2 separate regions of the Mus musculus genome follow, and region 1 is linked to region 2. Evidence: chromatin contacts called from public promoter capture Hi-C data. All regions are on one chromosome and are shown on one strand. The core of a region is the stretch at or near the end of the contact, and the rest is flanking DNA. Distances in the headings are between cores, read along the strand shown.

Region 1 (6,369 bases), core at 2,707-5,206, 1.5 Mb after region 2:
GTTAGAACCCCATGAAAAGGTTCCAGTAATTCTTTCTTCACTTTGGTAACAAAACTTGTTTTTCAGGCAGGCTTTATCCATATTAAGTGATGGGAATTGTCTAAAGTGGGTTGGTGCATCTCAGGTACAAGTAGTAAGAAAAAAAAGGGTGTATTCCAAGTAGAGTTAGGGATACCCTAATACCTAATTCCTAAATAGGAAAATAGCACACAAGTCTCTGATTTCATCTTTACCTTATATTCTCTTTAAAATTTAAAGTTTCTTTTATTTTTTTAAGGATTTACTTTTATTTTGAAATTTCCCTGTGCATGTATGCATGTGAGTATATGTGTATGTGTGTATTTGTATGTGAAGGATCCTGCTCCATTCACTGTCATCTTTCAGTAGATCACAGTATCTAAGATGAATATGTGAACCCTTTTGGATATGACTCTGAGCTACGAAACCAGACTTAAGTCTCAGGGCTCTTTAATTTTACAAGCAAAACAGTCAGCTATCAAGGAATGTGTTGTAGGCTCTAAAAATTTTAGTAAGTATCCTGAGAGATTGTGATATAGCCCAACTTCAATTCGTTATACTTTGTTAAGCACCGACCTTGGTGCAAATGCTGTATAAGAAGTATTTAGTATACCTGTATACCACAAGTCCAGTGTGCAGGCAGCAGTTACTTTGTGTGTGGCCCCGTTACAAAACAATCATCACAATCAGATGACAAAAATCCATATTTGTTCTTCGTCAGGTCGGGATTAATACCTCTCACCTTCACAAACTAGAGAACCGGGGCACAGAAATGATAAGTGACATCAATCCATCGCCTGAAGCTAGTGACCCTGGCCACTAGCTTTGTTAGCCAGGGCCACAGCATCTTGTGAAACCTCCACCTCTCTGGATGAGCCACAGCCCATTTCTGTATCTACAGTGATGTGGTTTCTGGAAACGTGGTTACTTTTTCCTCTAGATTCTCGACTGCACTGCCCTGTGGCCCCCAGTAATGGCCAGGCAGGTCTGGACTGCCTGATGTTCTCGAATTGACTCCTCAATGGTTGCTCCTATTAATGGCCAGTTGTGTGCCTCCAAGGGAACCTTTTTAACCTCCCCCCACCCCCTTCCAAACGCTTAAACCACCCCAGCTAGCAAGCAGCCAATAGGATTTAACTCTTACAGAGACACGCGCCCACTTCTGGTCCCCCCCCCCCCCCCCAGAATCTGTGCTTTTTGTCTTAAGTTGCACGTTTTCTTGTCTGCTTTTCCGTTCCCAGCCCACCCCTATGTATGATACTATCCATATCATTTCTGAGTAGCTTTGCTGCGCCCTTCAATTGAGGGTGAAAGGAACAGAGAACTCTGTTATTGCATGAAACACACAGGAAATATTTTATTACTGTCCAGATGGAGAAAATGGTAGAGTAAAAATATTTCAATAGAAATCCATGATTCTCCTCAGAGAGCCCACCCTGGCATTCATGGCGCCCCAGTCGTGGTAGCGCCTGTACTCCCCAGGCCTGAGCAGGTACTGCCGCCCCCGGTAGTTGGGCATCTCGTAGAGGACCCAGTAGCCCTCCATCACGTGGAAGGAGTGGAAGTCACTGAAGTGGAAGCGGTCCTGCAGGTGGGAGCAGTCGTCTGTGATCTCCACCATTTGGCCTCTGTAGTCCTCTCGCTCGTAGATCTTGATCCTGTGAGAACTGGACTGTGTGTCCAGAGAACAGCAGGACGTCAGAAAACCTGAGCTGAGCTGAGCTGAGCTGAGCTGAGCTGAGCTGAGCTTGCCAATCCAGCACGTGCTGTCTGGGGGAAGGGCGCTCCCTAGCTTTTCTATGCCAGAACGATTTAACTGAAAGAAAGGCCACTAATACTAGGATCCCTGCGCATGATTCAGGAAGTTGTTCACAGTGAAACTCGAGATCATCACCACCAACCATTCCTTTCGTATAAACTGTGCTCCGGTGGAGTTTTCAAGTATAACTATCCACATACTGGCCCTCCTCAGCATCATTTTAAACAACTATTCTCCACCTCCCCCCCAACCCTCTAGATTCTTGGTAATCCGAGGTTCTTTTTAGAAGGTATAAAATTAATTTGGTATTGCAGTGAAAATCCAAGTGTATCTTTAGCAAAAAAACCACCATCCTGAATTTCAGTAGCATTAGGAGAAAGCAGAGGAAGAGAAGTCAAATTGTCTCTTCCACAGGAAGAGGATGGGCCAATTCAGGAAGAAGCTCAACCCAGATATCCCTCCCTCCAGCGTTCTTTGTTGCTTCCGGCCCTTTACAACCTCAAAGGTTATAAAGCAAGGATATCTCAAAGACTGAGGTTTAGCTCTCAGCTCTAAAGTGTGCTCTGGGTAAATCAGGTTTGGTCAATACCTGTGATGAATGTTTGAGATCCTGAAGAAGCCTGTGTGGATCAGGAATGCAAACCTTTAGAGCAGTGGCTCTCAACCTTCCTAATGCTGCGACCCTTTAATACAGTTCCTCACGTTGTGGTGACCCCCAGCCATAAAACCATCTCCTTGCTACTTCTTAACTGAAATTTTGCTACTGTTATGAACCATAATATAAATGGCTGATATACAGGATATCTAATACAGAACCCTAAGGGGGTAGTGGCCCACAGGTTGAGAACCACTGCTGTAGCACAGTGAATAGTCGGGCTGCTTGTCCTGGGCAAACCTGCTCTTCAGCTTCAGCAAGAGCTCTTGGCTCAAGGTCTTCTTCTATCCTCAAAACCTACGGTAGGAAGGGGTCTCCTAGCAACAGGGAGCAACAGGCTTATGAGGCATCCTCTGATAGACCAGTATTGTGCTCTTTGCAAAGGACTCACATGTGTGTGGACAAATTTGATCCTCAGGACAGCTTGTCACACAGAGAGCAGCCCTTATGACAAGACGTTCTTTTAAGAGAAAAGGAAAGGCCAGTGCTTTGAGTCTGTAGAAAGGAACAGGAGGAAGGGGGTAGCTAGGTAAAGGAAGAAGAGGAGGAGGAGGAAAAGGAGGAGGAGGAGGGATAGGACAAGGAGGGAGGGAAGGATGGAGGGAGGAAAAGGCAGCAGCTAATATCTGAAGTAGGTTATTAGAGAATCCATGGCATCTAGACTGTTGGGGCTTCCTTTGGGTTACAGTTGATGCCCCAGAAACTTTAAAATCCTACTTTTCCATCCCTTGGCAAGTATTACCACAGCTCAGCTAAACTTATCAGCTCAGCCCCTGGTGACAAGGTCTGATGTGAATGAAGTTAAGAAACATGGGTGAACAACCTCAAACCATCAGGCAGCCTCTTGGTATTAAAGCCGCGGCCCAGTGGCTCTGAACTAAAAACCATGCTCAGGTTATTCCCAATAATAGTGAATTGATTTTAGCAAAGTAAATGAAAATGCCCAGCGGAGAACTTTACTTTCAGACATGTTTTTGTGGGAACCTTGGATGGAGTACTTCTTAGTAAACATAGAGGACACAGAACCAGAGGAAGGTGGCTGCCACTCCTGACTTGAGCCAGTCACAGATATTACTAGCTGGTCAGGATCACATAATTGACTGTAGGCAGGAGCCCTGTGAAAAGACTCACGTGGGGGATGAGGCGGCAGGAGCGGACAGAGTCACTGAAACCCATCCACTGCTGGTAGTCAGGGTAGTCCCCGCGACGCAGGAAGTACTGGCAGCCTGCGAAGTTGGGCTGCTCATAGAGCATCCAGCAGCCACTGTCCACGCGCACAGAGTTGCAGCGGCTGAAGTAGGGCTGCAGGTTGGAGTGGTCGGTGCTGCACTCATAGTGGCGGCCCTGGAAGCCGCGGTCCTCATAGAAGGTGATCTGTAAGGCAAGGCAAGGCAGGGCTCAGAGGCCTGATGTGGCCTGGACCCCAGGGCAGGTCCTTTCCCAAAATGAGGATGCTCTGGGCTCACCTTCCCCATGGCTGGTGTTGGCAGGTCGGATGGGATAGTGCTGTTGAGTGTGTGGGGCTGGGAGCAGGGTCTATATAGCAGGAGGTCTGCTGCGTTGGCAGGAACGGCACAAAAGGGGCCCGCGGGGGGACAGGGCATTTTTTCTCTCTCTCTTTTCTATATAATGACTATGGGGGAGGTGTGGGTTATTGTATGTTTTCTCTTAGACTCTCCAGAGCTTTCGAATGGATGACGAATCACTGACCCGGCTAAGAGGGTCACTTGACGCGGCTCCAGCCTTTAAATGAAGCTGATTTCGGAAAAACTGATGTAGAGCAAAGTTGCTTAACTCGTTAACATTTGTAGCGAAATGTTTTAGCTATCTTTTACAGTTTCGAAACAATGCCATAGACTAACAATGCAATATAGTTAACAGTCTTGAAAAAGTGGAAGATGGGGGCGACAGGGGTGAGTGTACCTTCTCCACAGGATGATGAGAGTCCAAAAGGGTTCTCCTCTGTCCTGTACTCTGGAGACAGAGGCAGGCGGGAGATTAAATGGGCAGAGACAGGCAGGGGAAGGAAGATCTGTGTGAGTTCAAGGCCATGACAGTCTGGTCTCCAAAAATGAGTTCCAGGAAAGGCAGGACTGTTACACGGAGAAATCTTGAAAAAGCAACAACAAAAGAGCTTTCTTATAAGCTTTGTGCTGATCAGCTAGGAACCAGAGAACTAACGGGACTAAGTAAATGCTAAAGTTAGACACCTCAGTTCTGTTCCTCAGAGTGTGAGACCACGCCCATCTGCTTGGGCCTCTTCCCCCAGGCCTCTCTCAGTGCAGGCAAGAGATTTTAAGTCCTGGGGTCACAGGGTGACTCACAGCCCTTTTACACTGGTAAGTTTCTACTTGTATTGACTTCGCAGCAAAACATCAGTTTGTTCGAGCTGCCGATAAATGCACGGTAACAAACAACCTGTAAGGAGGACATTTGGAACCACACAACCTTGTAAAGACGCTGCCCTCAACACCCCTGAGCAAACCCTGATTGTCCTGTAGTGAGTGCACTAGTTAAAGGGGCTGGACCCCCTCCTCCTGTTTCCAAGACTCCCAACAGCAACAGGTACCTCACTCTCTTTAAAGCAAGGCCTCTCAACCTTGGCACAAGGTTGACATTCTAGCTGAAACATTCTGATGCATAGGACTGTCCAGAGAAATGCAACATGCTTCTTAGCGTCCTGTCTCAACCATCGGATGTCAGCTGACACCCCTCCCCCACCCCCAGCTGAGGTAATTGTGATAGCTAAGACTACACCTCCAGCTGCCCCTAGAAAACAGTATCTCCTTCCCCTTGGCCTTGAGAACTACCTCTGGAGAAGCTGCTCTCATTCCTAAACAGGGACTCTTACCACCTGAGTGGCTTACTCAAAACTTTTCTCCCTCAGCAAATTTAACTTGATTGAGTCCTAAGCCTGGTCACATCTTTGTCTTTTTAAAAATTATTAATTTGGGATTTATAAATAAGTAGGAGAAACAAAAACAGGGTCTTATATCCAAACAAGGCACTATTGATGTATATTCTAAATATTTATTTATTTATTTATAATTTAAAAAAGATTTATTGTATGTGTATAAGCATTTTGCCTGCATGTATGTAGATGCTTATAGTAGTCAGCAAATGGAGGTTGTATTCCCTGAAACTGGAGTCACAAATAGCTCTGAGTTGCTGTGCATGTACTGGGAATTGAATCCACAGGAAGAACAGCCTGGGTCCTAACTGCTGCCTATTTCTCTAGCCTTTGATGGTGTAGTTGTTTTGTTTGTTTTTCTAATTGCTGGCTATTTCTCCAGCCCTTGTTGATGTATTTTGCTTGTCTTTCTGAGACAGGGTTTCTCTGTGTAGCCCTGGCTGACCTGGAACTCATTATGTAGACCAGGCTGGTCTCAAATTCAGAGATCTACCTGCCTCTCCCTGGCTCCCAAATGCTGGGATTAAAGGTGTGTACCACCAGCTGGCTGTTGATGTATATTTTTAAAAAGTTCAATCCTTATTCCTTTGATTTAATAAGTACATCTCTAAAATCTATCTGAAAGAAATGGTTTAAGGTACATACAAAAAAGTAGTAGCTTATTTAAAAATTTGATATAAAAGAAATGTCCAAAATAGTATGTTAATTAAGTAAATTATGAAACATCTGTTTGATGAGTTGCTCTGTGACCATCAAAATTATCTCTTACTTTTCTGAGAATTTACTTAAGGATATAGAAAATGTTCACCATATGTTAAGGGAGAGAGAGTAAGTCTATTGTGCATAAAACTGCAAAACACTTCTGAAGATAAAAATGAAGAAGTTATAAACCTGTGGAAGGGAATCTTGTGCTTGTGGATCAGAATACTTGATATCATTAAGATGTCACAATTACCCCAAGTAATCTACAGAGTCAAGGCAACTCTGACAAAATCCCAGCATCTTCTACCCAGAAACATAAACATG
Region 2 (6,035 bases), core at 279-2,778:
ACTTAGTGGAACAGAACTAATTTAGTATATATGAGACTCTGAGTTCAATTATCAATATTGCAAAAGCCACCAAATCTAGAAATATGTTAAAAAATTTTGAAAAGCAAAATAACCACTTAATTAACTAGTAATTATCCATCATACCACCCCCAAAGAAAATTTATCACCTTTTAGCAAATATTCACACAATTTTTCCATTGCATATTTCCATGTATATTTTAGATAAATTGATTTTCTCATAGCACAACTTAACCCAATTCTGAATTTTTCTGAATCTCAGTATTCTTATTCGTTAAGTAGAAATGTGATGGTTGATCTTGCTTGTCAACTTGACTCACCCAAGAAGAGAGAAACCTCAGCTGAAGACCCGTCTCCATCAGAGTGGCCTGTTGGGTGTGTCTGTGGGTCATTTTCTTATTGCTAACTCATGTACGATGGCCAAGCCCACTGCAGGTGGCATCATCCTGCCACAGGTGGGATAAAATAGGTATCCCTGGGATATATAAAAACGGTAGCCGACAAGCCAGAGGAAGCCAGCCAGTAAGCAGCGTTCCTCCACGGCCTCTGCTTCAGTTCTTGCCTCTAGGTTCCTTCTTGAGGTCCTGCCTTCATTTTCTTCCATAATGGACTGTATCCTGCCAGGTGGGATGAGCTCTTTCCTTCTCAAGTTTGTAATGGTCAGTGTTTTATCACAGTGGCAGAAAGCAGCCTAGAACAGGGGTAGAATCCAGACAACATGGACTTCTTGGGAATAATTCAGACAATGCACACACCAACACTGCTTGGCAGAAACTGAGCCCTCAGCTCTTAACAATGCCACTTCCATACCTAATAATGTAATGAGGCCCTGTAATTTCTAGGCCAAAGGATATGAATATTTCCAAGGTTGCTTATGGAAATCATTAAAATCTTTCTCAAGCCATGTTACCAGTGATGTATGAGTATATTCAGCCTGGCCTTGCAGCTGTAATTAAATATGGATGTCATCATTTTTAAAATCACTTACAAGTTGATGAGAAAATTGCAGTTTCATCTTTTCAAATTTTAAAAGTATACGAGAGCACCAAGGTTATCATGCCAGTGGACAGGCAGTCCTTTCCTATTCGTTTCCCACTTGGGGCTTTGAGAGAAGCTGAGATTCAAGAGCAACTGACAAAACAGTGCTTTCATCTAAAGTGGGGCCGTTGGAGGGCTCTTCTTCATTTAAAATTAAAGGTTCAACAAGGCATCCCGTCTTCCTTCTAATATGTCATGTCCCCATGTAAGGAAGGATATTAGAAGCAGCATTATGCAAGCACAGTTCCATGGAGTCATAGAGGTGTCTTCCTGTCTTACTTTTTCATTCCCTGCCATTGTCTTTTGTTTCAGAAAAGCACAGGCCGACCACACATAATCCAGAAAACCTTGGCAGGACAGTATTCTAAGCAGATGAAGAATCTCAGTAAGTCTTCATTAAAATAGCTGTGGTATGTGTGGGGCTGTGTCTTGCAGACCTCTGTAGAGGGTCAGGTTTGTTCAGGAGGGAAATTGGTCTGAGAGCTTGGGTCGGCTGTGTGGGTGGGGAGTGCAGCCTCAGCTGTGCCTTGCGTGGGATGAGGCATGGAGAATTGCTTCAGTGAAGATGACAAATGAAGCGCCAGCCAGCGTGTAGCTGGGCTTGGAACCTGAGTGTGGCCAAATATAAATGATTACTGCAGGGCCAGGCATTAAACCAGACTTTCTGGTTTGCTCTTCCCCAGCCCTTCTGCACTACCTCCCCCAGTCACCCTGCCCAGAAGCATCTTCAGTATGCTGATGTTGGCAAAGGCTTCTTTTGGTTTCCTGCAGGCATGTGAGATACTATTTCTATATACTAATGCCCAGAATCTTTCATAATTTATACAGAACCTTATGCCACGTATCATTTTAAAGTCTAAAGTAAATTGGGCACACATAATAGAGTTCTTAGGCTATAGTTAAACGGTTGTAGGTCAAATAACCATCTTCTAATCAACCTTGGGCAACTCACATTTTTTTCACAAAGAGAGGAAAATCTCATTTGAGCTGTCTTTGTGAGTGTGAAATGTTGAACAATCAATGCACGGTTTCACTGTAGGCTGTTTGGGCCCTGTGATGACATTCATTATTAACGGCACTGTTCCTTCGTGTAATATTTGAAGACTATTCTCAATGGAACGCTGTCCACATCCATTTGATGTTAATTTCCCTCTTACACAGGCACAGATGGCAGTGACCAGTGGCCTTTGCTACCTGAATTACAATGGCTGAGAAGAAGGAAAAGAGCGGTCAATGTGAGTGCAGCCTCAGGCAGGGCTCCTTCTCACTCCCCACACTCCATCTCAACTCTCCCCTTCCAAACAAAACACAGCACAGAGAAGCCCCAGCTCTTGAGGATTTCTAGCACATTGCTATTTATTCTCCCCTTCCTGTTAAGGATTCAAACTGATTAGAGTGTCCTGTGAATCCTGATGTCATGTAAAAATGTGTTGTTTTAGTTCTGTCTTCAATGTGTTTTTTCTTAGGAAAATTGGAGGATATTCCCCCCGCCCAATGGAAAAGCACAATAGGGCTGGTAAGATGGCTAAATAGGTGAAGCTTGGTACCCTGAACTCCATCCTCATGACCGCCTGGCGGGAGGAAGGAGAGAACTGATTCCAATAGTTGACCTCTGGCTTTCCCATGCATTCACCCTCCACACACAACCAAACCAAACAAAGACGCAAACAAACAATAAAGAGACTGCACCACAGTTTTAAAGATAATCTGGCTTATACAATGCCGTATAGAACATTTCTCTTAAAAGAAATTGGCTAATCAAGTTTATTTGTATTTCTTCCAAACAAAAAACTGTTATTCCAAAATTGAAACTGAATGTGTTTATTCAGTTTATTCAGACCAGAATGATACAATGTCATTCCTTTATTGGCAATATGACAGTGGCTAAAAAAAAGTCATGAGACTGCATAACCAGTAACTGTTGCATGCCTTTTATGTTCTGATAAATACATAGGGGCATTGTAACTAAATGTGTAGTTGATTAGAAGGGTGTAATGATTGGGACTGTTTAGTAATTACATGGTGAATGCCATGTAACCAAGAATTAATTCTGTAGCTTATAGGTTACATAGTAATTCACTAGATGACTTAATGCGTAATTATAGCACAAATTATACATTTTAGATAATACTTAGTTAAATTTATTTTGTGTGTATGTGTGTTACATGAATTAGACTCCCCCCACCTCCCACGATCTAAAAGTTAGTTCAAGTTTGAATCATCTTCTTACATAGTGTACACTGGCATTATGGTAATCACGAATACAATTTTTATGCTCACTTAATTAGAACTTTGCTTACTCTTGAAGATGCAGTTGGCTTATGCGCCTTTCCTTTCACTGCAGTCTACCCTGTACTGAACTGTTACTCAGTACACAATGAGGAAGAATGGTCATCATTACCTTTTCAGCTGTGAGAGGATACGTGTGACTGAGAAGTAAAACAGTCTTTATTCCTAAAGTGTTATCTGTCGGCGTTTGTTCCTGTGAGGGGCTGGAAATCGGAACTCTGTCAGATGCCTTTTATCCCAGACCTCTAATTCTTATTGACCACCCTGATGTGATTTCAGAGGTGCCTGCTGTTCTCTTAGATGAATTTAAAGTGAATTCCCTTTGACATTTTAAGTAAATGTGAATATTTTATCATTATTACTGTAGAAAAGGAAATGTATTTATTTTTAGCTATCATGCCGTACCTTTTCCTTTAGAGTAATTTTACCTGGAAAGCCACACAGAAACCATATGACCTATTTCTCATTTTGGCAGGTGGCGATAGTGACGCTGTGTTTCTCTAGCTTCTTCTTTGTTCAGTGGCACTTTATAGTCACATTGCTTTACCAGGCATCTTTTTTGGATAGCTATACAACAGGCAATGAAGAGTCCTGAAAGGCTTAGAGATACTTTATATCAACCCTTGTTCTAACCATGCATTTTAAATTTTCTTTAGCCATCTCGTGGTGTGTTTGAAGAAATGAAGTATTTGGAGCTTATGATTGTTAATGATCACAAGACGGTAAGAATAGAGAATCGTAGCTGTCTTAGTTACTGTTCTATTGCTGTGAAGAGACACTATGACCAAGGCAACTTTTAAAAGAAAGCATTTAATTGGGGCCTTGCTTACAGCTTCAGAGGGTAAGTCCATGATCCCTGTGGTGGGTAGCAAAGTACAGGAGTAGCAGGCAAGCGTGGTGCTAGAGCAGTAGAGGTTGAGACAGGTGGACCGACACATAGATAGACAGACAGACAGGGAGAGAGGAGGGGCTAGCATGGGTTCACCCTCAGTGACTCATTTCTTCCAAATAGCTCATACATCCTAGTCCTTCCCCAGCAGTTCCTCCAGCTAAAGACCAAGCATTCAGAGATATGAGCCGTGGGGGCCATTCTCATGCGAACCACCAGCACAGAGAGCTTGTTGAACAAGAAATGCATTTTACTTTGATTGAACTATTGTTTGTAACTTAATAAAGTCCAGATGTTTAGACACAATCATTTGGTGGTTCTAAATGAGTGCCGTGTTTCTAGATGAAGAAGAGACAGTAACAATATGGAATTTTGACAGCTCTAAAATTACCTCTTTAATAGAGATTTATAATGGGTAGATTTACCAATATGATGCTTTTCACTTGTCCATGTTTAAAGTCCTTGCTCTCTACCTTTCACGTTTGTGTGTGTGGCCACTGGTTCAGTATTCTATCCCATGCTTTTGCGATGAAAAAAAAAATCACGCGTGAGGCTCTGGGTTCCATACCCTGGCACTTCACATACAAACAAACAAATGAAACATCTGTCTCAAGAGACCACGTTAAATGAGTGGTTTCTTTGACTAAATATTGATAATACAAATAATGTTGTGTTCCACCCATGGGAGTAATAGGTGCTGCACTCCAGTGATGCTTAAGAGAACTATGGACAGAAACACCATACTCACTTGTGTCTATTCTCTGCTTAGCCACTTCCATTGTCAGCACCTGAGCATCCTGGCTCAAGGCTGTGCACTACTGCACTCAGTTCCCGAGGTGTGCTGGTAACCTCTCAGATACACTTCTCCACTGCTAACTCATCTCTGGTGTGTCAAGCTACTGAAGTGACCATTAACTGAAGCTCCGCATGGATGTGGCCAAGCGGTTCCCTTGAGCCTTTTGCATCTGGCCCCACCACGGCGACATTCCCAATCTCATTCGGCTAGTGATTATTTTGTCACAGTTATGCAGTTTAATTCTAAACATTGCTCATTGAGAGTAGTTGATTTTATGGAAGTAGAGTTGTATTTTTGAAGACACCATGCTTAAAAGTCAGATATGGGTAAAACCCTTATAAAATATTAGAATACAATATTAAGCTTCATTAAGTCCTTGTTATTTTAGGGAAATCAAAGTTAGTGAACTATATGATAAAGTTGTATTTTGTACTAAATTGACATTATGAAATTCCATTTAGCTCAGTTATCCCAGAGAAATCCTTGAAACTGTATATTACAAAAGGTTTAATGTATATTTAAATTTTCACTTGAGTCTTTTTAATAGATATTTAAACTAATTACTATTAGTTACTAAGCAAAAATTCAGTTGTGCTGAAAATTATTTTCTCACCCTGTGGAATTCTTTTTATTTTTTTGTAGACAGACTTAATTTTCTGTATCAGCTTTTAAATAACTTTCTTTGAGATATAAAAGTAAGAAGGAACATGGGTTTTTGGAATCACATATAACTTAGAATTGTTCCCTGGTAAGGAAAACCAAATGTTCAGGTGTCAACTTGCGCTAAAAAAGGCTTAAATCTGAATTTCTGAAGGGTGTTGGTGGGGCTGTCTTCATCTGAACCGCTTTTCTGACTGAGAATTTTCTAACTACTTTCCAAACCCAATGATTGTGGCAAGTTGTGGAATTATGTCTTTAAAAGCCTGAGCGTTTTCTAACATCCATTAAATAAATCTTGTAATGTATAGATAACTGTATCATATCTATACACAATATATGCATATG

The links. Promoter capture Hi-C pulls out the DNA fragments that hold promoters and counts their contacts.
Region 1: a contact with region 2 is called in a promoter capture Hi-C map of liver, with 2.2 times the contacts expected there. The contact joins the promoter of Cryge here to the enhancer-like site in region 2. A contact is called at or near these places in 8 of 39 promoter capture datasets (the 3T3-L1 cell line, 3T3-L1-derived adipocytes, the C10 cell line and 4 more).

Annotation. Positions count from the first base shown.
Region 1 is chr1:65,047,207-65,053,575 of GRCm38.p6, forward strand. It overlaps Cryge (crystallin, gamma E), which reads right to left and starts at 3,957. Exons shown (of 3, transcript NM_007777.3): 1 at 3,899-3,957; 2 at 3,564-3,806; 3 at 1,351-1,690. The coding sequence starts at 3,907. The coding sequence ends at 1,418.
Region 2 is chr1:63,532,918-63,538,952 of GRCm38.p6, forward strand. It overlaps Adam23 (a disintegrin and metallopeptidase domain 23), which reads left to right. Exons shown (of 26, transcript NM_011780.3): 7 at 1,369-1,441; 8 at 2,218-2,291; 9 at 4,002-4,067. Among named protein-coding and RNA genes, the nearest start is that of Gm22281, 40 kb to the right of the region's middle. Within about 2 kb of position 1,529, at least 16 of the 459 cell types and tissues checked have an H3K27ac peak or open chromatin away from gene starts, as enhancers often do.